Linked DNA regions of Triticum aestivum: region 1 is linked to region 2. Evidence: chromatin contacts called from public Hi-C data. All regions are on one chromosome and are shown on one strand. Each heading gives the region's core, a stretch centred on a gene start, on an enhancer-like site or on the middle of the called end of the contact. The rest is flanking DNA. Distances are from core to core; before and after follow the strand shown. Region 1 has its middle 200 kb from the start of LOC123102309. Region 2 holds the start of LOC123102309.

Region 1 (5,900 bases), core at 2,421-4,920, 200 kb before region 2:
ATGGTCTGAAGCAGGCTCCTCGTGCTTGGCATGCTCGTCTTGCAATGGCTCTTCATGCTCATGGTTTTGCATCATCAACTGCTGACTCCTCATTGTTTCTTCTTCAAAGGCCTGAGGTTACTATGTACTTGTTGGTCTATGTAGATGATATCATTTTGGTCAGCTCCTCTCAGTCGACTGCTATTGCGCTTGTTCGCTCACTTGGTGCTGATTTTGCGGTCAAGGACCTTGGGAAGCTTCATTACTTTCTTGGTGTGGAGGTTACTTCTCGTGCTGCTGGCCTTGTTATGACGCAGAAGAAGTACTCTCTGGATTTGTTGCAGCGAGCTGGGATGCTTAAGTGCAAACCGACGACTACACCCATGTCTACCACTGATAAGCTCAATGCTGTTGATGGTGTGCTTCTTTCTTCTTCTGATGCGACAGAGTACAGGAGTATTGTTGGTGGGCTCCAGTACTTGACGATCACGCGACCAGACATTTCCTATGTTGTTAACCGAGTCTGCCAGTATCTGCAGTCACCCCGTGACACTCATTGGTCTGCTGTTAAGCGGATTTTGCGCTATATTCGTTTCACGGTGGCTCATGGTTTGCATATTCGGCCGTCTGACTCTGGTTGTCTTTCAGCATATTCTGATGCAGACTGGGCTGGCAATCCGGATGACAGGTGATCCACGGGGGGTTATGCTGTCTTCTTTGGCTCTAACCTGATTGCCTGGAGTGCTCGGAAACAGGCTACTGTCTCGCGTAGCAGTACTGAGGCTGAGTATAAGGCTGTGGCCAATGCCACATCAGAGATCATCTGGGTACAGTCCTTGCTTCAGGAGTTAAGTATACCCCAATCACAGCCTCCTGTTCTTTGGTGTGATAACATCGGTGCTACATACCTTTCTGCAAATCCGGTATTCCATGCCCGAACGAAACACATTGAAGTTGACTATCACTTTGTGCGTGAACGTGTCTATCAGAAGCAAGTACAGTTCAAGTTTATTTCTTCCAAGGATCAACTTGCTGACATCTTCACCAAGCCATTGCCTTTGCCACAGTTTAAGACTTGCAGGCGCAATCTTACCCTTCTAGATTCATTAGAAAGTGGCTAAGATTGAAGAAGGGTGTTAGACTGTATTTACATGTGTATATTGTAACGTTGTATACCACCTCATTATATATATATGTGATAGGCCACCCCTAGAGGGTTGTGTCGGTCCCCCCAAAGCTCCGCAGATGGCAGATCAGAGGGCTGCAGCCCGCCGGCAGTCCCGACAGCCACAGCCAGCGCGCTCTGGGCATCGCTTCTTTCGTGATCAGAGTCTTCCTGCATCTCTTGTCCCCTTGACCCAGCAGCGGGTGCTGCCTGGACCACATGGAGCGCCGGAGTGATGAAAACCCGCCTCGAGTCTCGTGCATCCATGGCCGCCGGCGCCGAGACGGCTGGGCTCGCGTCCAGCACCGGACTTGAGCTCTGCCCGCGGTCCGTGGGGGCCGCAGATGTCCCCTCGTCCCGCCTCCGGTACCGTCGAGGCTCCGGCTCCCGTGCAGACGTGTCCCGGCAGTGCGCACGGTCGCGGACTCCCTGCCAGAACCGAGACTACACTCCGCTCCGCTTCCCGCGCCTCATTCCCTGGCCGTTATCGCGGTCGTCTCTATCGTCGTCCGGGCGGCGACGCACAGGGGGGAGCACGCGTTGGTGCCTCCGGACGAGCTCTGCGCTCACCATCCTTCGTGCCCATGTGCCAGTCTTTGTGGCGGTAGACACGCGGCCATTCCTGATCCCCATCACGCATCGGGCTTGCCGCAGGCGAGATGGGAGTGTAGTCCTTGACCACGTCCAGGTGGATTAGGACAGGAAAATGCGGCCCTTCTTTGCCCTGCTCCGCCGGCACACCCTCCGGCAGTGAATCCCTTGAGTGCACCACGTCGTCGCGGTTGATGACATTGAACTCGGAGGCGCGCGGGATGAGGTCCGCATCCCATGTCCAGAGCCACGCGAAGAGGGCGGAGCAATTGGCCTTGGTCAGGTATTGCCGCTCGATGAGGTCGAGCTTGCAGCATTTGCCGATCACCTCTTGCACGTTGTCCCAGTCCCATGCGTCAGCGGCAGGCCCTCAATGGCCACCCTGCAGTAGTAGCGCCAGACCCGGCTGCCGCCCGGAGGGGGAACCAGGGCCGGAGCTGGAACTTGATGCCGGCCACCTCCACGTAGCGCCCTTCGAAGACCATGTCGCACTGTCGACGCTCCTTCAGGGTGAGGATGAAATCCTCCGGAAAGCAAGGAGCCACGTCGATGTCGCGCCAGGGATGATCTCTGCAGCAGAGAGGGTTCAGAATCTCGCATTGGATAAGCTCGCGAGATGTTACTCGCTCCACCACCTACCGCAGCTACCGCGGCGGCCTCCCCTACGCTCGCCGGCCTGGGGCTGCCGCAGCTCATTGATGGTGCATCAGGGCGCGTGCTGCCCTGTATCGCTCTCCGGGAGGCAGTCGTCGGTCCGCCCGAGGGCTGGGTGGACCTGGTCTCCGGGAGAATCCTTCCGTGTGTGGCTCTGTCCGCCATGGCGGAGGAGGCTGCATCTCGAGTAAGTGCGCCCCCCTCCCTTTCCTTTCCCGGGCAGGTGCACACCACTCAGTCCGAGCTGCCAGAGCTCCTCCGCCGCTCTTGGGCTGATGTGGCCAATTCGGCCAGGCCGCGCCTGAACTCCATTATTGTGGATCCTGCGGTGGTGGACGCCAGCCCCGCTCCGGGCACCGCTGCTCGTCAGGCACGCGAGGGATCTCCTGCGTCTGGGCATCAGATTTGCACGCCGCCCGTACCGCCTGACCCCGCCACAGCGAGCCGCGAGTGGACGCGGGTGCTCTCGAGGCGTGAGAGGAGCCTGGCGAGGCGCCAGATAGATTGCCCGCGGCAGCGGCCAAAGGATTCGGCGGGATCTCACCATGAACGCCCGGCATCCGCAGCTGCAGAGGCCTTCAAGAGGAGATTTGGGAACTGCTGCTACCGATGCCTCGCCCCCCGGCATAAATTCTTCGAGTGCCGCGACCCTCGAATCTGCTACACCTGCAAGCGAACGGGCCATCTCGAGCGTGAGTGCCCTGTTCGTAGAAAAGACACTGCTGGGCACGCCCCCGATCTCACTTCTGCCATGCTGCGCACCCCCCACGCCAGGTCGCGCACCCCCGCCGTCCACCGCTATCTGCAGGCACCAAAGGAAGGCCCTGCCGCACCCCCGCCGAGTGCTCCGGTGCCGCCCCAAGGTCCAATGGAGGAGTAGTACATTCCGGGGGCGGCGCATCGTAGGCCGATGACGTCCATCAGCTCGGTGGTCAGCACGCCGGCGATGGAGGCAGAGTCCTACCGCCTCAGAACCACGGCGTTGTTGCTCACTGCCACTGGGCCCTGCGACGCCATCTCGGCGGACATGGTGGTGAGGGCCATCGAGCGCGACACATGGCCACTGGTGCTGCCATGGTTTGGTCTCACTGCTGGCCTGGTGGGAAGAGAGTGGCAGGAAGATGCCAATTCTATCCCTTGTTTTTAGAATTATTTCTGGGGGACAGCGGAAATCGAGATGGCTTGATATTTTATCACCATCGTGCGCTCTTTCTTCGCTCCCTCCATGGCTGGTCAAACCTCTGATAAACAACGCCCAGTAGTTTACCGTTGTATACCCAATTAGCTTCGTAGTCACACTAATTATGTACGGAGTAGGTTTGCTTTTCTTCGGTGTTAGCTGTGGGGCACCCTGTGAAATCACTCGGGGCCCCACGGACTCCCAAAATACGCAACGAATTTCATAGTCACGAAACGGCCAAACCACTCCATGACTCATGGGTTCTGGCTCTTGCGCGGCCGTTAGTTTTCTCTATTGAGCATCGGATATTTCCTCTTCTTGGACCTCTACACCTTCAACAACTAGGGCTGAAACAGATTTAGAAGAAAAAACACAGGGATATGGTGATATCACCCAAATGCCTACGTATTGCTTTTGTTGCAATGAATGCTCACCGCAATGAATTTTGTCTCATCAAAAACATCTTCATCCAAGTAACTTGTTTTTCTCGTACTCGCAGATTTCAAGGGGCTCCTCTCCGGTGCATGTGTGGGTGGTATGTTTTCATGTGCAGAATTACACACCATAGGTCTAAGGGCTAGTTTAGTTGAAGTCCACACAAAAGTTTGCTTGTCCTGGAGCCTGCCTGAGAGCAGCCTGGAAGATGTTTCGTTCGTGTCCAGGACTCAAACCAAACTAGCCCTAAATGTCTCGTACGGTGGCACATGGTGTATCCATTTTATACATTACAAAAATTTCCAAGATACCAGGTTGCATGGAGCTTGATCATATCATTGTTAGTTATGAATATGCATATTATTGGACAATCAGGCAGTCTTATGATTACATTTCAAATATAAATCATGAAAAACAAAACACTATCATGTACTCTGTGTCCCAAAATAAGTGTTTGCTGTTAACTGACCCTAGTCCTCTGTATAGCTCTCCCATGACCTGCACGATCACCACGATCTACTTCATGTCGCTCCCCTACTCTATGCGCTCTCTCTGTTGTACTGTAACACCATATATACCCAAGAGAATACAGCAGCACCCAAGGTGCACTGCTTCCCCGATCCCACCAGTTCACATGGTATCAGACGCCGGTCTCCTCCCGTGACGCTAGACCTCTTCCGCTGCTCTCTCTTCCCCATCCCTAACCGCACCTAGCCATGGTCGCACCTTCTCCCCCGCCTCCTCCACCACCCATCTTCGGCCATGGCGTCGGCGGCGCCCCTACCACACCAGCAGCACGCCGCCCACCCTCCTCACCCCATCCCTCTTCAACTGCGGTGGCGCCTTGTTCGTCCCAGACCACACCGCCTCCTCATCCACTACACCAGCACCGCCTAACCCCTCTCCTCTCTCGAGCGTGTTCATCAATCAACACGTCCCGATCGTGCTCTCGCTCAACCCTCCTAAGTTCTCCCATTGGCGTACACTCTTTGAGGTGATGTTTCAGAAGAGCGATGTAACCGACCACATCACCGGCGCGCCGCATCGTGCCGATCCGGGCTGGATGCAGGATGAGACCCAAATCGTGTCCTGCCTCTACAACCGCGTCAGCGCCGACAACTTCGGGCTCATCCATCAGCGTGGTGCGACTGTGGCCGAGGTTTGGGCCGCGATCTACACCCTCTTCCTCGAGAACAGCGAGCACCAGGTGGTCATCCTCGCCACCAAATTTCACCGTCTCGAGCAGGGCTTCATGTCCATCATCTCCTTCTTCGCCAAGCTCAAGGATTGCGCCGATGGCCGATCTCGACGCCCCTGTCACTAATTGTGATCAGGTACTGAATATTATCCGAGGGCTACATCCCCGCTTTCTATACGCCATACCTATCCTCACCATGAAGACTCCCGCCCCCACCTTACTCCGCTGTCATGGATTTCTACCGCTGGAGGAAAGCCGTTAGGCCACTGACACCGCTCTCCATGCTGCCCGCATGCCGAACAACACCCATGGTGGCGGGAGTGGTGGTGGTGGCAACTTCCGTGGTGGCTGGGACGGCGGCGGCGGCTACAAGGGCAAGGGCAAGAGCTCCGAATCCGGCAGGGGCGGCTCGTCCAACAACGGCGGCGGGGGGGGGGGAGGGCAGTCCTCCAACTTCGAAGAGGGAGGTGTGCCACCCCGTCACTTCTCTGGCCCCGACACCATTGACCGGCATGGTGCATGCCTGACCCATGCCGTGGCAACCACATGCTCCGGGCGCCGGCATACTCGGGCCGCGCCCCAGTGGCCCTTCGCCATTCGCTGGCATGGCCTGCCACCAGTCCACGACGCCCAACAACAACGCCAACTACGGGCCGCCGACTGTCTGGCAGCCAGCTGTGACGCCACATCCATTGTAC
Region 2 (6,558 bases), core at 1,222-3,721:
TCGACTGCACTTCTTCAACACCTGCAGCGACAACTCTTTGCGAAGTTCTGGATGAAAGATCTCGGGCCCCTGCACTACTTCCTGAGTATCACTGTCACCCGCAGCGAGCGTGGCTTCTACCTGTCGCAGCGCAAGTACGTAGAGGAGCTGCTCGAGCGTGCCAACATGCATGCCTGCAAGCCCGTGGTCACATCGGTGGACATCCGCGCCAAGCTCTCTACTTCCGACGATGCACCCGTCTCTGATCCTTTGGAGTACCGCAGACTCGTCGGTGCGCTATAGTACATGACCATGGAAAATAATCCTGTCATGAAATGTCGGGTAGGTGCTCGGCCATGATGTTTGGGGCCAACGAGCACGCAGTGGTCCACGCGTGGGGCCACAAACTGCCTCTCGACGGCCAAATCTAGCATGAGCTCCAGGGGCCTCAGCAACGAAGTTGTTTTGTATTTTGATGGAAGCTGTGAGGCAACGGAGGTGAGAAAAGTGGAATCATAGGTTGTCGTCGATCTTTCTTTTCTTCCTTGGCGACGAGGGAGGCCTCCTCCTCCGCTTGCTCCTCCTAAAACATCTACAACCCCTCCTCCGACTGTGACACCCAATCGACCCGCAGGGGAACCAACACCCACGGTGGCTCCCGGTTTAGGGAGCTGTCCCTGAATCCGGTTTCGCTCACTGACGATCACTTCTCGGCGTCAGACTTCTTGCTTGTTGTGGCAAGCGAAGGTTTGGTGTTGTGCGGCAGCCACTGGATGTGCGGGGTAGGATGATGATTATGCACGTACTGTTTGCAAGGAGGAGCCTCGTGGGCTTTTAAGCCGTAGTAGGCTTCTAGGTCATGGCACGGCCAATAATGCGGGTAGACGGGAGGCGGATCTACCAGAGTGAATGGGGGCAGGCGGGATGCTCGTGTGTTGCAGTGAACCCGTTAGACCGGAGTGGACATGGTGCGGGAAGCCGCATTGGCAGAGTATGACGTGACATCCATCTGAACTCTCCAAACTCCTTGTAATTGGCGCAAATTTGCGGGATTTTAGTCGGGACAAATTTGGTAACCGCCATTGAATGGTCAAAAGTGTGTGGATGGCCCGGTCCAGATATTTGTGGGTAATTTAATGATCAACGTTGAAGTTGCTCTAAGATAAACATGGGTTTTCAGAGCAACCTTGTTGAGCAGTACATAGAAAAACAAAACAAATATATGAGAGAGTAGAGAAGTAACTCAGGTCTAACCTGACCATCTAGGTCGACACGACCCGTCAAGCCTCGGATAAGGCAAGGCACAGCACAACCCATGTCGGCCTTTCTATAAAAAGGATGCGTCGTGCCAACTCGAAGAGTTTGGATGGAGGATCGGCCCCGCACACCGACCCACATTAAAAAGGCCAAAAAGGACATAAAAGGCCTAAACTACCAAAAAAGACCTAAAAGGCTTAAACATCCCTAAAACAATTGTAGAAATACCCTAAAACGTCCAAAACAGCTCTAGAAAACCCCTAAAATGGCGCCATAGTTAAAAGGGTCGTGTCAGGCCACCCTTAAAGCTTGACCTTAGGAATCAACACTGGCCCATGGCGTGCTGAAGGCCGGCCCAACCCATGTATCCGCGTGCCACTTCGTGCCGTGCCAAAAAATACATGCCGCGGGCTGGATTTATAAGCACGACCCATATGGCCAGGTTTGTCCAGGTCTCATCATTTTAGATCCAAAATGGTGGTACTCCCTCCTTTTCGGTTTATAGGGCTTGAATTTAAAATCTCGTCAATCAATGCAGATGATGAGTGGAGTATCTCATAATTTATAAAATTACTCAAACTTTAATATGGATTAATTACAATATATACATGGATGACCACCAAATGAGTAGGAATAGTTACATGCACTGGTTGGTTTCTTTTAATCTTTGCATGCATCAATTTAATGCAACTTGGATTGTGAACATGTGGTGGAATGAAGTGAAAATAAGACTTATAGTATGGTAAAACCAAAAAAATGAGATGAGCCCAATAAACCAGAGAGAAGGAAGTACTATGTTACAAAGATAATGTCTCTAAAAATAAGGAAAAACTACGCTACAAAGATCAGACTCCTGCACATGAGACCTCTTTGCAGAGATACAAATTATATCAAAATTATTGGCAGACAGCTTAGGATTCAAGAGCAAGTACACAAGGAAACAAGGGGTGGTGGAGTGGCGTACAGACCAAATCATTCAAAGAAGCACGAAAACCAGCCTCCCTACACAAATAAAAAGAAACCGAAAGAAAAGGTGGCCTCCATGACCAATCGAGGAAGAAAAAGGTCCCATCTTGTTTATTGCTTCAATTATGGCAGCAGTTTTGCCGTGCAGGCCGAAATAATTTCCTCTTGCCCCCCACCAGCTTTTGCTCAACCTGCTTCCCATATGCAATTATTAAATATCTCCCCATTTTTTTACTATCAAGGATTCCCTTCTTTATATTATGAAAGAAAGAGAAAAGAGAGAAAATAACAATATTTGCCACTTGCTACGGGTAAGCTGTCCCCGTGTGGTTCCCCGTTTCCTGGCTATTTAAGGCCTCCCATCCCCTCCTACCCTTTCCTTCCTCCCATCGGCACGCCCATCCCGCTCCTCTCATAATCCTGAGAGTTTCTTCTTTTGTTTTATTTTTATTTCTTGGTAGGAGTAACAATAGTTTTGGCTCTCCTCCTTTCTCTCCCCCTGTATCCAAGGAGAGAAATCCAGAGGCGAAGCTTCAGGTAAACATCAACCTCCTCTCCCCCATCTCTCTATTTATCTCTCTCCCTCTAGTTTCTCATCTTCTGTTGGGGATCTGTGTTGTGTGGTCTGGGGTAGAGGTGAGGCTCGTTCTTTCTGTTTTCTTGATAGGTTTTGTTACAGATCTTGGGAACCCACCACATGTTCTTGCAAAAAGAGAGAATAAAACCGAGAGGATTTGTTCTTCTGTGACAAATCTTCTGGAAGGTTCCAGTTTCTTTTGATTTCTTTCTGTGTGGGTGGGGAAAAATCAGATTAGTTAGCAAATGTTTTTTGGTGTCTCGTTCGTGTGAAGATTGAACGATTTTAGAGGTGAAACTGAGCAATTTCTTTGGCTGTTCTTGTTCTTGCAGGGTCTGTAAATTTTCCGGATCTAATCAACTAACCGAAAAAACCCAAAAAAGAAACCATGAGCCACTTCGCCGCCATGAAGAGCCCCGTCCCGGTCGCCGCCGCTGCCGCTGCCGCCACCGACGCGAAGAGCCCGCTCTTCTGCCCCAAGCCGCGCCGCCCGGTCGCGCCCCTCCGGTGCCACCAGAGCGGCCACTCTGACGCGGGCGCCGGCATGGATCTGCTCGACCTCCTCCTATCAAAGGTGAGTTCTTTCTCCGCCTCGGCCCAAGATCCATGATTTCCTCGCGTGGCTTCTCCAACGGGTCGCTGATGTTTCTGCTCCGGTTCTTGCAGGGCGACGAGAGCAATCTTTCCGCGGCGTCCCCTCAGCCGCCGCTGTTCTGTGGCTCGCCTCCGCGGCGGGCCTCGAACCCGGTGGTCCACGACAGCCGGTTCGGCATGGACTGCCCGTCCAGTCCCCTGCCATGGTGGCCGGTGATGTCGCCGGTCACGCCAGCGCCGGTGGTGGTCCGTCCCACCCCACGCCCGGCGGGACCGCCGATGTCGCCCCGTTCCTCGGCTGGGTGCGCTCGCGTGTTCCAGCCAGCCGTCCGCGTCGAGGGTTTTGACTGCCTCGACGGTGGCCGTAGCGGCCGTGGCCATGGCATCGCCGCCATGGTCTAGATGCACATACAACATCGAATAACCAGGAAATCTTCTCCCCTCAGTAGTGCAAAAGCTTTGGGAGGGAGAGAGATGAGAGTGAGGAGATGAGTGAGAGGAGCTTAAGTCCAAAATTTAACCCCTAAAAACTATATAATCCATCAATCAAATCCCATAAGTATAATGAGTCTAGGTAATTTTACCACAAATCTTTTTGTATGTAAATAAATTTCAGGTTCAGATGCAGGTGCCCTTCATGTAAATTTGGGAGCTCTAGTTTGGGGGGACGGGGTAGAAGAAATCTAGAAGGGGGGATCTGGGACAGAGGGCACGAGAAACACGAAGTTTAGCCCTCTTTGTATGAATCAATTTTTTCATGAGTCCCTTTGCCTTCCTTCTGGATTAGTCATTCAATTAGGTTGGAGGGAGGGGTTGGGAATTAGTTAGGTACCTGTCCTAGTTCATCTGTCATCATGCTTATTTTTGGTTTATGATGGAATTGTTTTTGTCCATGCAACCAAGAAATCCAGGGCCAGCAAGGCCATGGAGATGTGTACAAAAGAGTGGCTACCAGAAGAGAAGAGAGAGCAGCTAGGTTTAAGTCAAGTCAATGAGTGAGTTGTGTGAGAGGCATGAATGATGTATTCCTGATATCGTTTTCTCTGTATATGTAATATATCGTTTCATTGAAGCAATATGTGTAATATCTCATGCCATGATTATCACCATCCCTTGTGACATCTTTTATTTTTTGGAATTTTTCGTCACCTCTCAATTTCTTGGTGGTTGGAGCCCCATCACAACACATGGTTTCCATGTGCTCAACCAACACGTAGGTGATAAGGATGCTGACTAGCCAATGACTAATGCAAAATAGCCTCCCTGAGTGGCTAATAATCTCAAGCTGGCTCATGGGGATCTGAAGGGCCAAAGATGAAATACCATGGTTTTTCTTGTGGCCTTCACCCCAAGTGTGTCCTTTTCTTTGAGATGTACTAGATGTGGTACTACTACTAGTACTGAATCTTTTGTGTTGAATCCACTGGATTTATTGGGGCGGTCAATCAATCAACCAAGTTGTTGACGCAGATGCTCTGCCAACAGCTGCAACGGTGAACAAGTTGCACTATTTACCACCAGTAAAATACAGGCCGAAAAAGCATGCAGCACACGTTCTTATCTTGCCACCTGCTGCGAGTCAAAAGCCACATGCTTTGTGGCGTCTTGTGCCTGCCACAAGGTGAGACGTAGATGCAGTGATCTCACCTCAAAAGGTGTGAGGCTGGGAGGGAAAAGGAGGCAGGAGGATGCAAGCAAGCAAGCAAGGGGCATGGCAACTTGAGTGCACTTGAGGACAGATTCAAACGCAGGATTTCACCGGAAGTAAAGTAATCTTTGTTTGGATCTCAGGCCAGGCCTTTTCGAAAGGAGAATATATAGTAGACCCTGAAGATGCTTGAGATATTTTTGTTTATGTCTCAGACTGACTCAAACACAGAAACTGAAGGAAATAAAAAGACCCATGTATAGATATATTTTTGATTTTTTTTCTGTCTATTTACACTTCTCAGTTACTGCTGCTCTGATTTTCCCTCGCCATGTTTAAAGTAAGACACAACATAAGCTCTTGACTCTTGATAGCTGCATTTTGCGCCCTGCTGGTTTTTTGTCAAATTGGTTGTCAACCTCACACTTTCGGCTGCAATTGGAGCACAATCAGTGGAATCAGAGCTAACCTAAAAGCCCATGACGCCCCCACCCGTCAGGTGCTTGTCTGTCCTTTTCAACAAAAAAAATGTTTTAGCTTTAAAAATGCATGATGACCGTTCAGCCGTCCAACTGGCAAGCTCCAATGCGGGAGGAAAAGAAAATGGTGAGGAAAGAGAATACTCCCCCACACATTATACTCCCTCCGGTCCATTTTTACTTTGCATGCAAGGATTCTCTAAAGTTAAACTTTGTAAAGTTTGACATATTTACATGAAAAAATATCAACATCTACAATACTATAGTTAAAATATATGAAAATTAAATTCATGACCCATTTGATGATGTTGATTTCGTATTGTCAATTGATATTTTTAATATATAGTTGGTCTAACTTTATGATATTTGACTTCATACAAATCTTATATGTGAAGTAAAAAAGAACCGACTCTCCCTCGGCTCGCAGCACCCATAGCTCCACTCGCCACCCTCATCCTCTCCGGCGGACGATGCACCCCGCTCCACCTCGTCTCGCTCCCCATGGATCCTCCTCGACCCCGTCCTCCTCCCCGACCGGAGCCGGGCAGCCGCAGATCCGGTGCCGGCATCCCCTCCCCTCCACGTCAACGACCCGTCCTGCGCCTCCACCCCGCCCCCTCCCCCCACCCCCCGCGCGCGCCCGTCACGGACGGGCTGCGGCTGGTCCGGTGGATCCAGCGACGGACCCCTCCTGGCCTCCTCGCCTTCGCCATCGCGGGTCCCTGCCGGGAAGAACCTCCACTCGGGTGCCCCCACCCTCTGTCCACCTCGGACGCCGCCGGTTCCTACCGGGAAGGGCCTCCACTTGGCAGTGCCCCCACCCCCCTGTCGTGGTACAGCGGACCCCGCTACTCCACTACCCCACCTCGTCTCCACCCTCCTCACTGGCGGCCTGCTCCACTCGTCCTTCCTCGGTTCACCACCATCCGCCTCACATGTCCGTCTCGGTCCTGTCCTCTGTTGCCCCTCGTCTCCACTTGGATGGCGGCCCACCATTGACGGATGTGCTACGGGAGAAATCCCCGCTGACCTTGTCAGCTGACCACGACGGTGCTACT

What was found. Hi-C and Micro-C count contacts between places; a contact is called where the count stands out from the background.
Region 1: a Hi-C map of leaf shows a contact between it and region 2, with 2.0 times the contacts expected there. The contact joins the enhancer-like site here to the promoter of LOC123102309 in region 2. A contact is called at or near these places in 3 of 5 Hi-C or Micro-C datasets (leaf and root).

The regions. Positions count from the first base shown.
Region 1 is chr5A:58,936,126-58,942,025 of IWGSC CS RefSeq v2.1, reverse strand. No RefSeq gene overlaps it. Among protein-coding and RNA genes, the nearest start is that of LOC123102309, 200 kb to the right of the region's middle. Within about 2 kb of position 3,670, at least 3 of the 8 cell types and tissues checked have an H3K27ac peak or open chromatin away from gene starts, as enhancers often do. A contact at or near this core is called in leaf, where this site is marked.
Region 2 is chr5A:58,738,196-58,744,753 of IWGSC CS RefSeq v2.1, reverse strand. LOC123102309 reads left to right here and starts at 2,471. Exons shown (of 3, transcript XM_044523614.1): 1 at 2,471-2,739; 2 at 3,112-3,353; 3 at 3,446-4,465. The coding sequence starts at 3,168. The coding sequence ends at 3,775.